3 separate regions of the Mus musculus genome follow, and all the other regions are linked to region 1. Evidence: chromatin contacts called from public promoter capture Hi-C data. All regions are on one chromosome and are shown on one strand. Each heading gives the region's core, a stretch centred on a gene start, on an enhancer-like site or on the middle of the called end of the contact. The rest is flanking DNA. Distances are from core to core; before and after follow the strand shown. Region 1 holds the start of Epas1 (endothelial PAS domain protein 1). Region 2 holds the start of 2010106C02Rik (RIKEN cDNA 2010106C02 gene). Region 3 overlaps Prkce (protein kinase C, epsilon).

Region 1 (5,141 bases), core at 1,342-3,841:
GCCTCTGGAAGGGCTGTTTCCAGAAGGAACCATACAAATGCTCAGTTATGCCCTGGAGAAGAACCGGCCCTTGAACCACTAGTGGGTGGTATCACCAATCCGGGAACCCTTGCTGCTCACATTGATTTCCTGAAGCGCTCTGGAAAGCTCTGGGCAGCCATTTAAGGGACATTAACTTTTGATGCCCTGCTTCACAATTTTCAACTACATATTGATGCCCCCAAGAAGTCAGTCAATTTAACCAGAATCTCAAAACCACTATCCTAACAGGCTTTGGAAGTCTGAACCTACACTGAACCTACACTGCTTGCCCTGTTTTTTGGACACACACACACACACACACCCTGCGGGCCTGGCTACCACTGGGGCACTGCACTACAGGCCGAAGATTCCTAGGAGGTTCACAGTCTGTGTCACACTGGTTCTTAAAGTGGCCGCTGTTGTGGATAATTTGTAGTGTCATTATGCAACGTTCTTCTAGGCTCTGACTATACTCCCTGCCAGCCCTCGGCAAAGAGTCTCTGCAAGCTGGGTATGGAAATAGCTTTCCCCACTGATCCCTGACTCTCCCAAGGATTGATAGACCTAAGAGCAAGATGACACTTGACACTGATTACTGTCAGGTCTCATCTCGGACAAACGCGACAGTCACCCATAGACAAGGCAGTAATAAAGTGTTCAATAAGTGCTCCTGGCTACTCTGCTGTCCAACTTCGCGGTTTTGATGGTTTGTGATTACCCTCTGGCTGGTTTTACAGTTTGAGCTAGAATCTTAGTCTTTTTTTTTCTCTCTCTCTCTCTTGCTTCTCCTTCTCTACCCTCAAAGTACACAGAACCTCAGAGTTGTTTGGTGGGCGATAATGGGGAATCTAGAACCGGACTCAATACCTTCCCCCTCTAGAGATCCGCCAGCGCAGGGCGCGGGCGCCGGGCCAGGACGGGTGCGATTCGCTGGAGTTTATCAACTCCTTATCGGTGCCCTGAGGTGGGAGCTGCAGCTTTCGACCAGAGGATACACAGTTCCTGGCTCATGTCCCTAAGTGGAAGCCCAAACAAAAAGCCCGTTTGCTCGGGGCTGGGTCCTCACCGCCAGTCTTTTCCAGTCTGGCCACGGATCTCTGGCAGCTCGCGCCATTCTGCGGTCACGCGTACCATTCCGGACACCCCAGCTAAGTCGCCACGGAGCGCAGTGCTGGAAGCTCTAACCCACGGCACGCACCGATCGAAACAGGAGCAAAGTGCCAGGCGGCCAGCTATAAACTTTTGCAGGCGACGAGAATGTACCCAGGTCTGCGGCGGGGTCACAGTGTGTTCCCACCTCAGCTCCTAGAGCTGGGTGTCAAGTCACCAGATGCGGGGCGGATTGAAGGAGGCTCGAGGGCAGCGCGAGTTGCCCCGAGTTGCCTCTCACCCAGTGCCGAAAGGTTCGCGAGGACAAACCTTCGTGGCTGCCCTTCGTCTTAAGAATCAGACACTCGGAGCCGCCGGGTGTCACGGTCTTCTCTCTGCACACTAGAGCACCTGCCCCCGCAGGGCAATCCAGGTCACTCACTCCCCACTCTCTGCCGGAGTCTAGGTGTAGGGTAAGGTTAAGGGGGTTGAACAAACTTGGGTGCCGTCTGGAGCAGGACCCTTGACAGTGTTCCGGCTTCTCGGTCAGGGCGCACCCCAGAGTTGCGCTTTGCCCTCTGTTCCATGCTAGTTTGGGGCGCAAAGCCCGCATAGGAACGCTCTCGGAAAGACCTAGAGGGTCTTAGGAAAAGAAAGGCGTGTCTACTGCTCCAGCATGGAAACCCTAAGAGTCGAGGGCATCAGCCCAGAAACATTTCAAAACACTCGCTAGGGAAGCTTGGTGCTCCAGGGACGACAGACTTTGGAAGGCGCCGCGGAAGCACCCCTGACCTCCAGGGCCATCTCTCCGTGTCTCAAGGTCTCGGAACTATCCGCTTTGCAACTCTACTGCGACACCGCAGCTCCTTGTCCCTAAAGGCATCACCGACTCGCTTACTCAAAGCCCCTCAACAGCGGTCCTCCAGCCTCCGAGAACTCTCGCACCCCTCTCCCGACTGCCCCGGGTCGCGCCCGCCACGCGCAGTTCCGCCAATGCCTGGGACCAAGTCGGTCGCCAGCTTTGACTCCCGCTTACCTTTTTTTCTCCTTGTCAGCTGTCATTGTCGCCGTGGCCCTCCGAGACCCGGAGCACCTGGGTTCCTTAACCCCGTAGGGGCTGCAGCCGCTCTCTTTGCTGTGGCCCTCCGCAGCTCTCTGTCGCCCGGGCAGGTGTGAAAGGTCTTTAGTGCTCGCAGGTCCGAGAGTCCCGCTCAATCAGGTGGAAGTTTGCAGAGGGCTGGCTAGGTGCGGAGGAGGAGGAGGGAGGAGGGGGGTGACGGGGAGGAACCTGCAGGAGGAGGCGGGGCCGGGGAAAGGAGTGGGAGGAGGTTGTAAGACGCCAAAAGAGAGAGAGAGCAGCGACAAGGGACCTGGAGTTCCGTTTAGCCCCGAACAGGAGTCACTTTTCTGGGATCTGACAAATCAAAACCAACCAACCAAAAAAGAAAAAGAAAAAAAGAAAAAGAAAAAAAGAAAAAAAAATGGCTCGAAGAGAGCAAGTTGGAAAAAAATCCGGGGGCAAGCGAGTGCGGCCGCTGAGATGACCATACAGTCTCAGGACACTGCCGAGGATTGTACGGCCGCCTCAGGAGAGCTGGAGCGGAGCGCTGCGGACTCCGGAGCTGTACACCGGCCGCTCTCGAATGTCCGGCCTCCTCGGCTGTCAGCCCACTTTAAAAACTCGGACGGCCCGCCCGCGGGAGGGCGCGAGGGGCGCGGGAGTGGGACATCGGGCTGGGGGCGGGCCGGGGGCGGGGCTCCAGAGAAGCCCCGCCCCGCACGCTGGCTGCCTGCCCCGACTTCCCACCGTGTCCCGGCCAATAGGGAGGCGCGGCCACAGCCTCTGCCCTGACCCCGTCCCTCCCCTTTCTCTGGAGCTGCGCTCCTCGGGCGCCCGCCTGCCCTTCCTCCTCCTTCCGCAGAACTGCGACTTGTTTTTGAGGTCGCTGGTGGCGAGTAACTATATGGGACTCCAAATGGAAGCGCAGTTAGCGCAGGACTGAGTAATGGCGGGGATCTGCTACCCAAGTTCGGAGTATGCCTTTGCGCCAGTGTCCTTTCAGCCTCACTTTTCCCCTAAGAGCTAGGCTAGGGCAGGAGCGCTGGGTCGGAGATCGCGAGCGCAGCTAGGGCGTGCAGCGAGCGCCCAGCCAACCCCCCCCCCCCCCGCTTCCGGGTGCTGCTATAGTCCCCTAAACCATCCACTTGGCTCCCTTCGGCCGGCGGTAATGATCCCCAGGACCCTGTCGGCTCTTGTTCTTGTCTGCCTTGGAGGTGCGCTCTCTTTGGCCAAACTGACCTTGACTTCTGAGTCCCGAGTGGCAGAAAGTTGTGGGAGAAACTGGGACAAAAATGATCTAGGGTTGCTCCTGCCTGTGTCTTCCTCAACCGGTTTGTGGGTTTTGAGGTGCTCGTGGTAGACTGTTAGGTTTAAGTGTATGCCTGAGAGGAGAGCCTTGGAGCTCCCTCAGGCCTCTGCCCGCTCTCAATACCCCAGTATCACCGTGGGCTCCCCAGAGAGTTCCTGAGTGTGATGTTGGGATGTGTTGATAGCGTGTTCCCAAATCACTGGATGTGCTCTTCCGGGGTTCGAAGGATACAGCCAACTGCAGGACGTGGTGTTATGAAGTCTCCTCTTCCCTAGGCAGTCAGAGGGTTCTTTGGCCTTTCCACCTGTGAGATGCCCACTCCTGCTTTGATCTTAGACACTTTCCCATTTCCTACTTCTGCAGGAAAATCTCCAGAAGGAAGAAGGGCAGCCATGGATTTTTGAAGGCTAGGGAAAGAGCCAACGGGCTCCATAGTTGTGAATTGCGGAGAAAGCACGGTCCCTCAAATTGGGCTGCCCTGGTATCTAAAGTTTGTGCTTCCCGAACTATTCTTAAACACAAGTTTCCTAGTAAAATTATAACCAGAGACTGTGTGTGTGACTGTGTCTTGGGGTGGGGGCGATTTTTAAGTTTGTTTAAGCATGAAGAAGGTGGATACTTTTTGAAAGTCTTGGGGAGGTATCTGAAAGAATGAGTGCTTGAGCACTTGGAAATCAGTTGACACACCTGAGGGTGATTTCAAAGACCAGACCCTTTTCACTCTTGGAGGCTGGTGGATGATTTCCTATGACATTTCTACATCCAGACACCCTGGGTCTTAATAATAAGAAATTCAAATTGGTAGACACAGTAGTAATAAAATATAAACATATTTTGTTTGCTTTATTTTATATATTCTCTTGAGATTGGAATGGAGGGAGGGAGGGAGGGAGGGAGGGAGGGAGGGAGGGAGGGAAAGACCAGACAATAAAAAACCTTAAGCACTTCGACAGCTTCAAGGCCCCAGACATTGTTTTTCACCAGAGCTTCTGCTGGATTTGAGCTGTACTTGACAGGTGACTGGGCGATACCTGTAACCCGCAGGGAACATTTCAATAGCCTTGAGGTTATGAAATTCGTTTGAGAAGTTTTTGATTTTTAAGAGGAAAGATAAGGGCCCTGGATTCAATCCCTAATTCACAGTTACTTCTAAAGTAGGGGTTCTGGTCGGACATACTGGCTCACACCCTTAATCCCAGCATTCAAGAGGCAGAGGCAGGCAGACCGCAGAGTTCCAGTCCTGAGGGAAAACAATTTTTGCATAACATCAAGACCGGAGATGCTTGACCACGCCAAGTCCCGACTGCAACCAGTTGTCCTGGCGTGGAAATCAGCATCAGAATACACAGCGCAAGACCATCCCCCAACACGGGCCAGCCTGGGTTACAAAAAAAAAAAAAAAAAAAAAAAAAAAGTTCCTAGTCAGCCAGGGTTATACAGGGAAACCCACTTTGGGGGAGATGGAGGGGAGAGGTGTAAGAGGTCACTCAAGAATACTTCAACTTTCCCTATGTTAGTTGCATCCCCTCTTCCTAACCTACAAATTAAGTGCGCCTCGAAGATTCCCAGGACTAGACACAGACTTGCATAGAGCAGAGCCAGGTGGCCTAAAGACCTCTTAAGATGTCTTCCAGAGAAGACATGGTGTCAGCAGTCTTTGTA
Region 2 (5,141 bases), core at 1,964-4,463, 470 kb after region 1:
CAAACACAACTACATACATACCAGCAACACCACCAAACAGTCTCAGTATGTTATATGTATGTTCACATGTGTATGTGTTCAAATGTATGTTCTGTTTATGGAGAGATATATATACAATATATATACAAATCAGAACATGTGTATGTGTTCAAATGTATGTTCTGTTTATGGATATATATATATATGTACATATATATACAAATGGATATATATATATTGTACATATATATACAAATCAGATATATGTGTATATATAAATATATCTGAATATATATTTTTGAATAAGTTGTGAATTTGAGAAGGAATTTGAAGGAACACCGAAAGAGCTAGGTGGGGAGTAAGGGATAGAAAAGATGTAAATATAGTATTCATGTATAAAATTTAATTTTTTAATTAAAAAAATTCTTCCTTCACCTCTTAATGTGCGTGTTCCTGGTCACCCAGTCTGTCCAGTGGGAAATGGCAATCTCATCCCCTCCTGGCTCAAAAAGCTTGCTGAATTCATGAAGTGCATATGCTGAAGTTTAGAAAGCTTCAAACAATGCCTGATCCATGACCTCATGGAAAAGACCAGAAGAATGCCCCCATCCCACCTCACCCCCCCCCAAAAAAAAACCCCCGGAGAGTTTGCATAGGGCTCTGGCAGATGGTTGTTTCTTTGAACCTTCTCTTTTCAGGTGCCTGTTATACATGGAACTCACTCTCTAATTAATTTTCCTAGAAGGCTACATTTTAAGTCTACGATGGAACGGTTAGTAAAATCCCAGCTCCGGGAGAGAGAGAGTTTTCAGCATCAACTCTCTTTAACATGCAATCTCTTGCATACAGACTCAACTCAGGTTCCACGAGGAACCCTAGGCTGCAGAGGAGTGGAACTCTGGGTTCCTCAGCATCTGAGACAGGCAGAAATATGAAATGTTCCTGAAGGAACACGCAAGGCAGAAGGGCAACTCTGTCTCTACGGAAATCTACAGAGCCCAAGTTTCTTTGGAACCTAGCATTCTAAAAGGCATGTCTGATGGTCAGCCCTAACCACGTAGTGACAGCAAATGGACTCAGTAGGTTATAGTACATAAATGTGCACACAATCTTAGCCATTGCCCTCAGAGTAGCCATTGGTGGTAGTGGATGTTGGAGGGAGCTCACCTTCCTGTACATGGCAAAATGGTCGCCTACTTCCAGAATGCAAGCTATCCCAACCCCGGGCTCATCTGAATTCCCATCTGACATTTCCCTGTCGCAGCCTGCTGTGGTCATGTGTGTGCCCCACACCCCACACACACTGACCTTCTGTTTGCTGTGCTGTCTTCACTTCTCCTCATTCTTAAAGATGACACACATGAATACAGAGATTTTCACTTTTACACCACCAGCTATGGAACCATGTCTAGCACACGGCTCCTAGGCCATACTCATGTCCCTGATTGGTCAATTCATAATGAGATCATGTGTCAACATTTAACAATAGACTATGATCAGAGAGCTGCACAGCGTGGCAACTCTATCATCATTATAAACACTGTGTAATGTGCTCGCACAAAGTGACAGCAGTGACATCACTAGACAGTGTGACCTTACAGCCTCACCGTGGGCCGGGATGATTTTTCCTATGGTATAGCTAATCTCCATGATTTAGAACATTAATTCCTCATGTTAAAAGAATGAATTCACACTCCATTGCCTCTTCTTTGCCTCTGCCCTCATGGATCTGAACAATGCTCTCTAAAATGAGCAGGTGGGCACTAGCAGTGGGGTCTTTGGCTCAAAGCCTTGAAGGAAGTGGTCAGATTAGGAGTGGTCCTGAATGAGGAAAGAGCTACCATGAAAGCAGGAGACTACCTTGAACAAGAATCCACTAGAATAATTTTGTTTTGGAAAACAAAACTACAAAATATGACTGTAAGGTTGGGGGATGGGCACAGTAGTTTGGCCCCGCCCTACTATTGTAAAGGTTTTGTTTGTTTCCCTCAATGAAGGCACACACACCACGGGATCCCAAGCAGATAAATGACTCACCTGAGATGATGCCTGCTGGGGCAGCAGGAGATCATAAGGAGACGCAGAGACCAGTCAGGAGGCCACTGCATTGTCACTGAAGGTGACAGACTGGACTGTGGCCTGGGAAGGAGAGCTCAGAATCTGAGTGCACATCTTTGGTGCTCTGCGTCCCAATCTGGAAGCACTTCAGTCCCCCCTTTCCATCCTCCGAGGAGATGTGGTGATGACAATCACACAGAAATGTCTGAGGAAGTCACTTCACTTTCAAATGTTGCAGAAGGCAAGCACAGGCACACATCTGTAACCCCAGCACTTAGGAAGGGAGGCGGGAAGACCTGCGGTTTGGGCCAGCTCTAGCTCCATACTCTCATCAAGTCAGCCTGTGCTACAATGAGGCCCTGTCTCAAAAACAAAACTAAACAAAGAAACAAGCATAGCATGCTCCCACACACTCAGGGAAGCGTGAATAAATTCTCGCTGGTAGGGGAATTTCATTAGCTTCAAATACTGTTAGCATTGATATGAACATCTGCATGGAATTTATGTCTACACATCTGTTCCATTCAGGGACACATACACACACACACACACACAGAGAGAGAGAGAGAGAGAGAGAGAGAGAGAGAGAGAGAGAGAGAGAGAGAGAGAAAAGAGAGAGACAGACAAACAGAGACATAGAAAGACAGAGACATAGACAGACAGAGACATAGACAGAGACAGAGACAGACAGACACAGAGACAAGGAGAAACAAAGAGACAGAGGCAGATGTGCAGACATACACACACCCACAGGGTAACCTCATTAGCAAGATATATATACCCCATGACCATGAACGACTTAATTAAAGTCCATAAGCCTTTGTTCCTCATGAGTACCTAGGGGCTACGACCCAGACTATGAGAATCAAAGGACCACCATATGAAGTAAGAGTGAGTAACGTGACTGCCCCATAAGGGGATCTCAAAACCCCTTCCTTTTTCCTTCAGTGCTGAGCTCCTGGGACTCAGTGCCACCAGACCATCCAGACTTCAGAGGGTCCCACTTGTGGAAAAGCGTGAAGTGTCCCCATTCCTATTGCTGCTTTACTATCCTGTTTACCATTAGGAAAAACAACTTCCTTTACCACACCCTGCTGGGGCTGTGTCACCGTGCTTCCCCTGGACTTGGAGACAGCCTCAGGAATGGGCGGAGCTGAGCTAGGGCCCTGAAGCCCATGGGAAAGGGTGTGCTGGCCCCATGCAACATGGGTGGACCCCTCTGGGAGGGAGGCAGAGTCAGGGTGACCAGGACTCCTGGCTGGATTCATTGATCGGGAAGCAGAGATGGAGTTCAGATGGTTCCAGAAGCCAAGGCCTGACCGTCTCCCTGGGCCTGTGACTCGAAAACAGCCCTGGCTGGCTGCCACCTTTCGTACTGCCTGTTCTGTAAGGTCACACACAGGGTCATGCCTGCCTTCTGACATTCTGCTCACCCCAGATCAGAGACAGTCAGGTGAGTGGAAGGGAGAAGGGTGATTTGCCATGAGATAGGAAAGAGAGGAGGAGATTGGAAAACAGAAGAGCCAGGAATGCAATCACTGAGACCATGCCAAGCTTGCCTACGTAGTCCCTTCCCCTTGTCCCATGGGATTCTGCACTGTCTTGTGTTCATAACTTGACGTGCTTAAGAAACGCCTCCAAAGTCGAAGGCTAGACGCTCAAAGGCATCCTAAGGCCACCCTCATGACCAGACCAAGTCCAATTCATCCTCATGAGTCTATGAAGCACAGAAGCCATTTAAAACTCCAACCAAGGCAAGGGCATTCCCTGCCATACAACCCAACCAAGGACCCTGTCCCCTGGACTGTCCAGGCGACAAGATTCTTCTTCTTCTAGCCTCAAGTCTTTCTAAGAGGGCTCCTTTCTCTAAGGCAGTGTAGACAGCCCCTAGATGAACAGCATCAGAAGAGGGAGATGGGTGATGACAGACAGCTGTGACATTTGAGCACGGTTTAAAAAGGTAAAAAGAGTGCTCAATCTGCAGAGCCACCCGAGGCAGGCTGCAGTGGGGCGCAGGAGAAGGAGCATCTAAATCTTCTTCTCCCTGTCTTTCTGAAGCATCACCGTGCCCAAGGCCAAAGCCCTCTTCTCCAGGATGACTGTATCAAGAAGCCCCAAGCAGTGGATTCATCTTCTAAGTGATCTGATCTCACAGGTGAAAAGAGAGAGAGAGATTGGGGATGCAATAGTTGGTTTTTGCCAATTTGACATAAACCTAGACATAGCTAGGAAGAGGGAATCTCAATAGAGGAATTGCCTCCATCAGATTAGCCTATAAGGATATCTGTGAGACATCTTCTTGATGATTAATGCAGGAGGGCCCAGCCTCATTCCTATGGCATCATAGGGGGATGGTTAGCGTCATCCCTAGGCAGGTAGGCCTGACCTGTATAAGAAAGGGGTTGTAAGCCAATATCCAGTATTCCTCCACAGCCTCTGCTTCAGTGGCTGCCTCAGTTCTCACCTTGGCTTCCCTCAGTGATGAACTCTAAGCTCCTCAAGCACAAGGAGCAGCGAATCTTGCTGCCTCGGTCGCTATCTTCACCCCAAATCACTTGCCTGACCAAGAGGAGCAAACAAGGACGGGATCTCAACTCCCACTCCCAAGAAGCTTCATCCTTAGCAGCCTGGACCGTTCTCCTGGGGACAGTGGCACAGACTCCAGCTGGCCCCAGCTGCCAAAGAGCTTAGTGTGAGAGCTGCAGGTCTTAGGGATTGAGGCAGATCGTCTCAGGATCGTGGCCTTCAAAAGTCTACCTGAGAGGCTGGGGGTTCTGCGGCCTCCTTCGTCCTACACAGCCAGAGCACACCTGAACACGGACAGCAGGGAACTAGGGGAGTCAGGAGTGGAGGGCTGGAGATGTTGTGACACTTGTTTTCTTAGACTTCCATTCTTATTCCCTAGACTGCTGCCCCCGCAGACCCACGATGGCCTCCTCTACACAAAGCCTGTTCTTCAGAGGCCACAGATTGGCCCTATGTGATGTGAGCACACGGCAAATACTCAACTCACCCACCAATAAGCTGTCTGCTGCCACTTAACTGTTCCAAGCACAGTCATCAGGTAGTGGCTGCAAACTTGCTGGGGAAGAGCCAGGATCAAG
Region 3 (5,141 bases), core at 1,837-4,336, 280 kb after region 1:
TGTATGGGGAAGTCACAGGCCATGGAGGATCAGACATGCAATCCTACCACCCAGGAGGCCAAGACAAGAGGGTGGCTGGAAACTCGGGGGTCAGCCTAGGCTACAAAGCAAAAGCTGTCTCATTCTGAGTGGCCAACTAGGAGTACCTGGAGAAACCAGGAGACTAGAAAGAGATCACTGCAGAGAGGGGGCACCTTCTGGGGAAAAAGAGTGTGTGGTCACTGAGGAGAAAGCTTAAGCCAAGAGCCAAGTGTGAAGATTGGGTAAGGGAGCAGGGTGCATAGTTAGCCAGGGGGAAGGATGTATGACACATGTACGATGCATGGACACCTGCTATCTCTTTTCATGTCTGTCTGTCTGTCTATTTATATAGAGAGGGGGAGCTTGAGAAGAGGTAGTGATGAGAAGAAGAGAGGAGAAGAGAAGAAATTATGATGGTGCCTCTCTCTCTCCCTCCCTCCCTCCCTCTCTCCCTCCCTCCCTCCCTCTCTCCCTCCCTCCCTCCCTCCCTCCCTCTCCCTCTCTCCCTTCCTCTCTCTCTCTCTCTCTCTCTCTCTCTCTCTCGTGTGTGTGTTATTAATAATTAAAGAAGAAGAGGTCAGAAATTTAAGAGGGAGCAGGAAGGAGACACGAGAAAAGATGGAATGGAGAGGAGGGGGTAAATGATTCTCAAAAATGTAATGTAAAAATATTTGCAGAAGAAATATGAAAGATATGCTCAATAGGGATTTTTAAAATGTAAAGCAGAGCATTATTGATGCACCACGGATAGACCATTTCATACCTAATAAGGCTACAGCTTTGTTTCCACATGATAGTATGTGTTACCGGCATGCTATGGGGAAACTGATTTATTCATTTATTGCTAGAGAAAGCGGCACATGACACACATTTTCAGGAAGCAATATTATAATACATAACAAGGGCGAACAGATTCACAAAGAGATCTGGCTTGTCAGTTCCTTAGGAATTAGCTCTAAGTCAATCACTGAATACAAACAAAAGCTATAAAACCATGGAGTGCAGACGTTCCTCACTGCATGGCTAGATTAGTCAACAAACGAGGAAGAACCTATTTAAGATTAATACAGTGGTCTAAAGATGTATTACATCTAAGGCAATTCAAAACTATGCACAAACACCGGAGGAACACGGGAAATGTATAGAGCATCCCCACTATAACCTGGCCTTGTATCAACCAATAGGCTCAAGGTAACAGCGAAGAACTATACCATGCTAGAATAACTGGATAGTATCTTTTATAAACTGTTCTCCAGTTTCCTTTACAAAGTTTTTTTTCCCCCTATGCCTAAATCATCAAATAAGGCACTGGTACCCTAGTGGTTTGGTGGCTCCCTGGCATGAACAGAGGAGCCCTGGAGAGTAGGAGAGAGAAGACATCTCACATTATTAATTTATCCATCCTTTGCTCCGTCCACTCACCGATCCATAGGTAGAGTCTTGCTATGGCCATCCTAGAAGTCTGCTTCTGTAGTCCAGACTGGCTTGCATGCACAATCTAACCTCTGATTCCACAATGCGAAGACCACAGGTGTGCACTACTACACCTGACCACAAGAGGGCAAACTCAAGCAGGAAGTCGGCTTTCTCCCTCTATCTGTTGAGTTACATTCCAGAGTCGCAGTGGAATTTCTGGTACCCAGGAAAAGTCTTTAAGCTCAGGATAGACACACAGAATAAAAACATTCCCAGGCCCCTAGCCTAGGAAACTGACAAGTCACACAAGGTGTCCCTTAACACCTCCAGCTGGCTGAAGGCTGTTCCCCGCTGTCTCGGGATGCACTGTGCCACACTCAGCGGGCATGATCGCCCCTTCGCCTGGAGGTCCCAATCAGTTCTCAGACGTCTCGTTTATGACTTTCTCTGCCAGACAGCAGACAGGGTTTCCAAAAGTTAGAGAGCGGCTACCACTTAGTATGAGTACTTGGTGAAACTTTCGTAGAGACAGAGAACCTGACTGGTCTGAGAGAACCCACAGAGGCACAAGCTGAGTGGTGACTACATCTTCAGTAACCCCAAACATTCTAGATATGCCTTCTAACTCCTTTAACTAGTTCATAAACTTCAAATCCCTGGCACCTTTTACAAATTTCCCCGATTAGTTCATAAACTTCACAGTCCTGGTACCTTTTGCACCGGTGAAGTGAATAGTAAGCAGCCTCAACGTGGAGAAGCGTCTCTGAGAGGCTGCAAATGGGCTGATACAAAGAACAAAGAGAATTATGTACTGTGTGCCTACTGGTCTGTGCATCTAAACTTAGTCAGCCCCCCTCCCCTGGGGGAAGGGATCCATTTCCTTATAGACTTTATGAATACTTGAAACTCACGAAGAGGGAGGCCTGCCACTAAACACTATACTTTTGCTGACAGGCGGGACACTGAAGGATTCACATCTTCAACATCTTCACTGTCCTCTCTCTTTCCACACAAAAGGAGCTCGATATTAATAATCCTTTAGAGATAGTTTTCACTTTACAAAAACCAAGCACGAAATTCTTGCTCGTGTCAGGCCGTAGATTCCTGGGTGTTTTCAGGCAGTTGTGTGGGAGGGACTATCAAATTCAAGGGTTTACTCTTGCCTGGAACAGAACCAACAGGACCACTGGCCAGTGCTGGGCACTGCTGTCACTGCTCGCTGCAGGACCAGCCCCGAAGCATACAGGGGCAGTTCTCCAAGCAGGTTGTAGGGGTTTCTTTCTCAGCTGCCTCTGCTGACTCCCCCTTTTTTGCAATATAATTGAAGTGGATGTCAGGAGATAGGCCAATATCTTTTGCCTTTGTTGCAAACTTGAAATTTCTGCCCAAGTCATTAATCTCTTTCAGTTTCTGTTTTTTGTTGGCTTGTTTGGTTTTGTTTTTGTGTTTTGTGTTGCATTGTTTTGATTTTTAATCTGTCAAGGGAGAGAGAAGCCATGGCCAGCTCCAACACTGGTCTGGAAGGAACAGGGCTCTGATTCTTAGTCTTATTAATCCGACTGGCCCTGGAGTCACCTAGGGACACATCTATCTCTAGATGTCCAGTGAGTCTGAGGTAGCACGACTCACAGTGAGCATAGATGACACCACCCCAGAGGCTAGGATCCAAGATCAATAAAAAAGAACAGGTAATCTGACCACAGACATTCAATGCTGACTCTTGACTGTGGATACAACGTAACCAGTGTGGATACAATGTAACCAGTGTGGATACAATGTAGCCAGTGTGGATACACTGTAACCAATGTGGATACTATGTAGCCAGTGTGGATACAATGTAGCCAGCCCATGCAGCCGAGCACCGTCTTCCCACGGTGATAGCATGTTTCCCTCTTAAACTTTGAGCTAAATAAAACAGCACTAAGTTACATGGTCCAGTGTTAGTCAACCTGGGCCTGGGGAATGCTCAACCTCTGGGAGTCCATTTAAGCTTGCCTTTCCATAGTTCCCTGGTCTGGGCAGACTGACTTGACTGGCAGTACCAACAGGAAGGCAAAAAAGCAACCACACAAAATGAAATCCTGAAGGATTTGAAAAGAGTGGCAGCTCTTATTTTACAATGAGGAAAGTGGGTGCCACTGTTCTCATGACAGGGAGTTTTAAATATTAAGTAAATATTCATGTGGCACCAAAGATATACCCTGCATATTGTACTCACACAATACACTTTTAAAAAACCCTTCATGTTCAAAACAGGAAAGAGGAAGCAGCGACTGATTTCTCAGGAGGAATCATTCAGTGCGTTATCTTCCCAGAGTCATAGCATCCATCAGAAGGTCTGCAAGGAGGCTCGGGAGGGTCTGCGTGTTTCATTAAGTGTGTAATTGAACCGGAAGAATGCTGGTGGCATTTCGAGATTAGCATCTCGAGTTTAATAGAAGCCCTTTTCATCTTCCTTTCTAAATGAGCTCCGCTGTGTTCACAGTGGAGTTCATGTGCCATCCAGTCACGGGCCAAAACTGTAGTGGTGTATGCTCTCCAGTGCACAAAGACACTGGCTGCTGATGGAGCAGAGGTTATAGCACTGGTGTAAACTGAGGCACAGCAAGTGATTGTCAGATAGAAGGGAAATGAGGCAGATGGGCCCCAGCTCCACCTGGCTAATTAAGGTGACTAGGCCCAAGCGCACTGAATAGTGCTAAGTCACAGAAGGTAGTACATTTAGGCAGGGCATTGGCTTGCCTTCCCTCTGCACTCCTCCCTCTACCTGTTCAGTTACAGGCTGTGGAATTCCTGGTATCCAGGAAAAGTCATTATCCCCAGGAGGGAGGCAAAGAATAAAACATCCCCAGGCTCCTAGCCTGGGAAATTGATCAAGTTGGACACCTGCCAAGGGAAGGGATCCAACCCCCCCAGTGTGCCACGGTGAGTCACAGAAGCTCATCTAAGGTGGCATACCTGAGCACTGGGGATGCTATACACACAGGGTCAGCGCCGGCCCTCTGCTTCCATTCTTAAAATGATAAGGCTCACTTGAGGAATGCAGTACCCGAGTTGGCAGTTGTGGGAAGAGAGGCCTAGACATCTGGTCTCTCCGCAAATAACTCCCAAGCCTTTCAAAGCAGCAGGTATCACAACCCAAAAGGTTACAAGGTTACCACCCTGTTGCAAGTTTCCCATCCCACGCTGTCAACACCAGCTATTCCAAGGTTCCCACTGCAACAGGCAGAATGCAGACAAGGCTTAATCCCTCTCTCATCCAGGTTAGCCCCTTTCTGCCTCTCTGTGGATTCACAGAGCCTTTTAAAATTAAGTGCCTGCCCCGACTCCCCATACCACAATGAATTAACTCTTTGGTTTTCCTTGGGATACTTCTTTGCTAAGGCAATTTTTGAAGTCTAACTAATTTTAAAATTAAAAAGTCATCGTTGGGTGTAATGAAAAACTGGCACATGACCTGAGACAGGGGAATCAGTGTGAGCTCAGGGCTGGCCTGAGAAACAGTGAGGGTCTTCCCCACTCCCATCCCACCCCCAATTAAAAAAATAAAATAAAAACAGTATGGCCTCTTCAAAATTGTTGTGGAGGCAGGGCAGGGTCCCCAGAAGGTGGACAGGGTGGGATCTATTGTCAGACCTACCAAGGAAGAGCAATCTTAGAAGTCCGAAGATTAAAGGAAGAACAATAGAAGCAGCAGAATTAAG

What was found. Promoter capture Hi-C pulls out the DNA fragments that hold promoters and counts their contacts.
Region 2: a promoter capture Hi-C map of liver shows a contact between it and region 1, with 4 times the contacts expected there. The contact joins the promoter of 2010106C02Rik here to the promoter of Epas1 in region 1. A contact is called at or near these places in 2 of 39 promoter capture datasets (both in liver) and 1 of 9 other capture datasets (liver).
Region 3: a promoter capture Hi-C map of liver shows a contact between it and region 1. The contact joins the enhancer-like site here to the promoter of Epas1 in region 1. A contact is called at or near these places in 4 of 39 promoter capture datasets (the C10 cell line, liver and neural stem cells), 1 of 15 datasets of contacts at CTCF or cohesin (large pre-B cells), 7 of 484 Hi-C or Micro-C datasets (centrocytes, extraembryonic endoderm stem cells, liver and 1 more), 4 of 115 datasets of contacts at active chromatin or transcription factors (embryonic stem cells, extraembryonic endoderm stem cells, hepatocytes and 1 more) and 2 of 9 other capture datasets (adipose tissue and liver).

What each region holds. Positions count from the first base shown.
Region 1 is chr17:86,751,314-86,756,454 of GRCm38.p6, reverse strand. It overlaps Epas1 (endothelial PAS domain protein 1), which reads right to left and starts at 2,591. Exons shown (of 16, transcript NM_010137.3): 1 at 2,147-2,591. The coding sequence starts at 2,172.
Region 2 is chr17:86,285,250-86,290,390 of GRCm38.p6, reverse strand. 2010106C02Rik (RIKEN cDNA 2010106C02 gene) reads left to right here and starts at 3,213. Exons shown (of 3, transcript NR_045435.1): 1 at 3,213-3,490; 2 at 4,096-4,192; 3 at 4,943-5,141. All of the region lies in intron 1 of Prkce (protein kinase C, epsilon), which reads right to left.
Region 3 is chr17:86,468,321-86,473,461 of GRCm38.p6, reverse strand. All of the region lies in intron 2 of Prkce (protein kinase C, epsilon), which reads right to left. Among named protein-coding and RNA genes, the nearest start is that of Gm30284, 26 kb to the right of the region's middle. Within about 2 kb of position 3,086, at least 21 of the 459 cell types and tissues checked have an H3K27ac peak or open chromatin away from gene starts, as enhancers often do. A contact at or near this core is called in hepatocytes and liver, where this site is marked.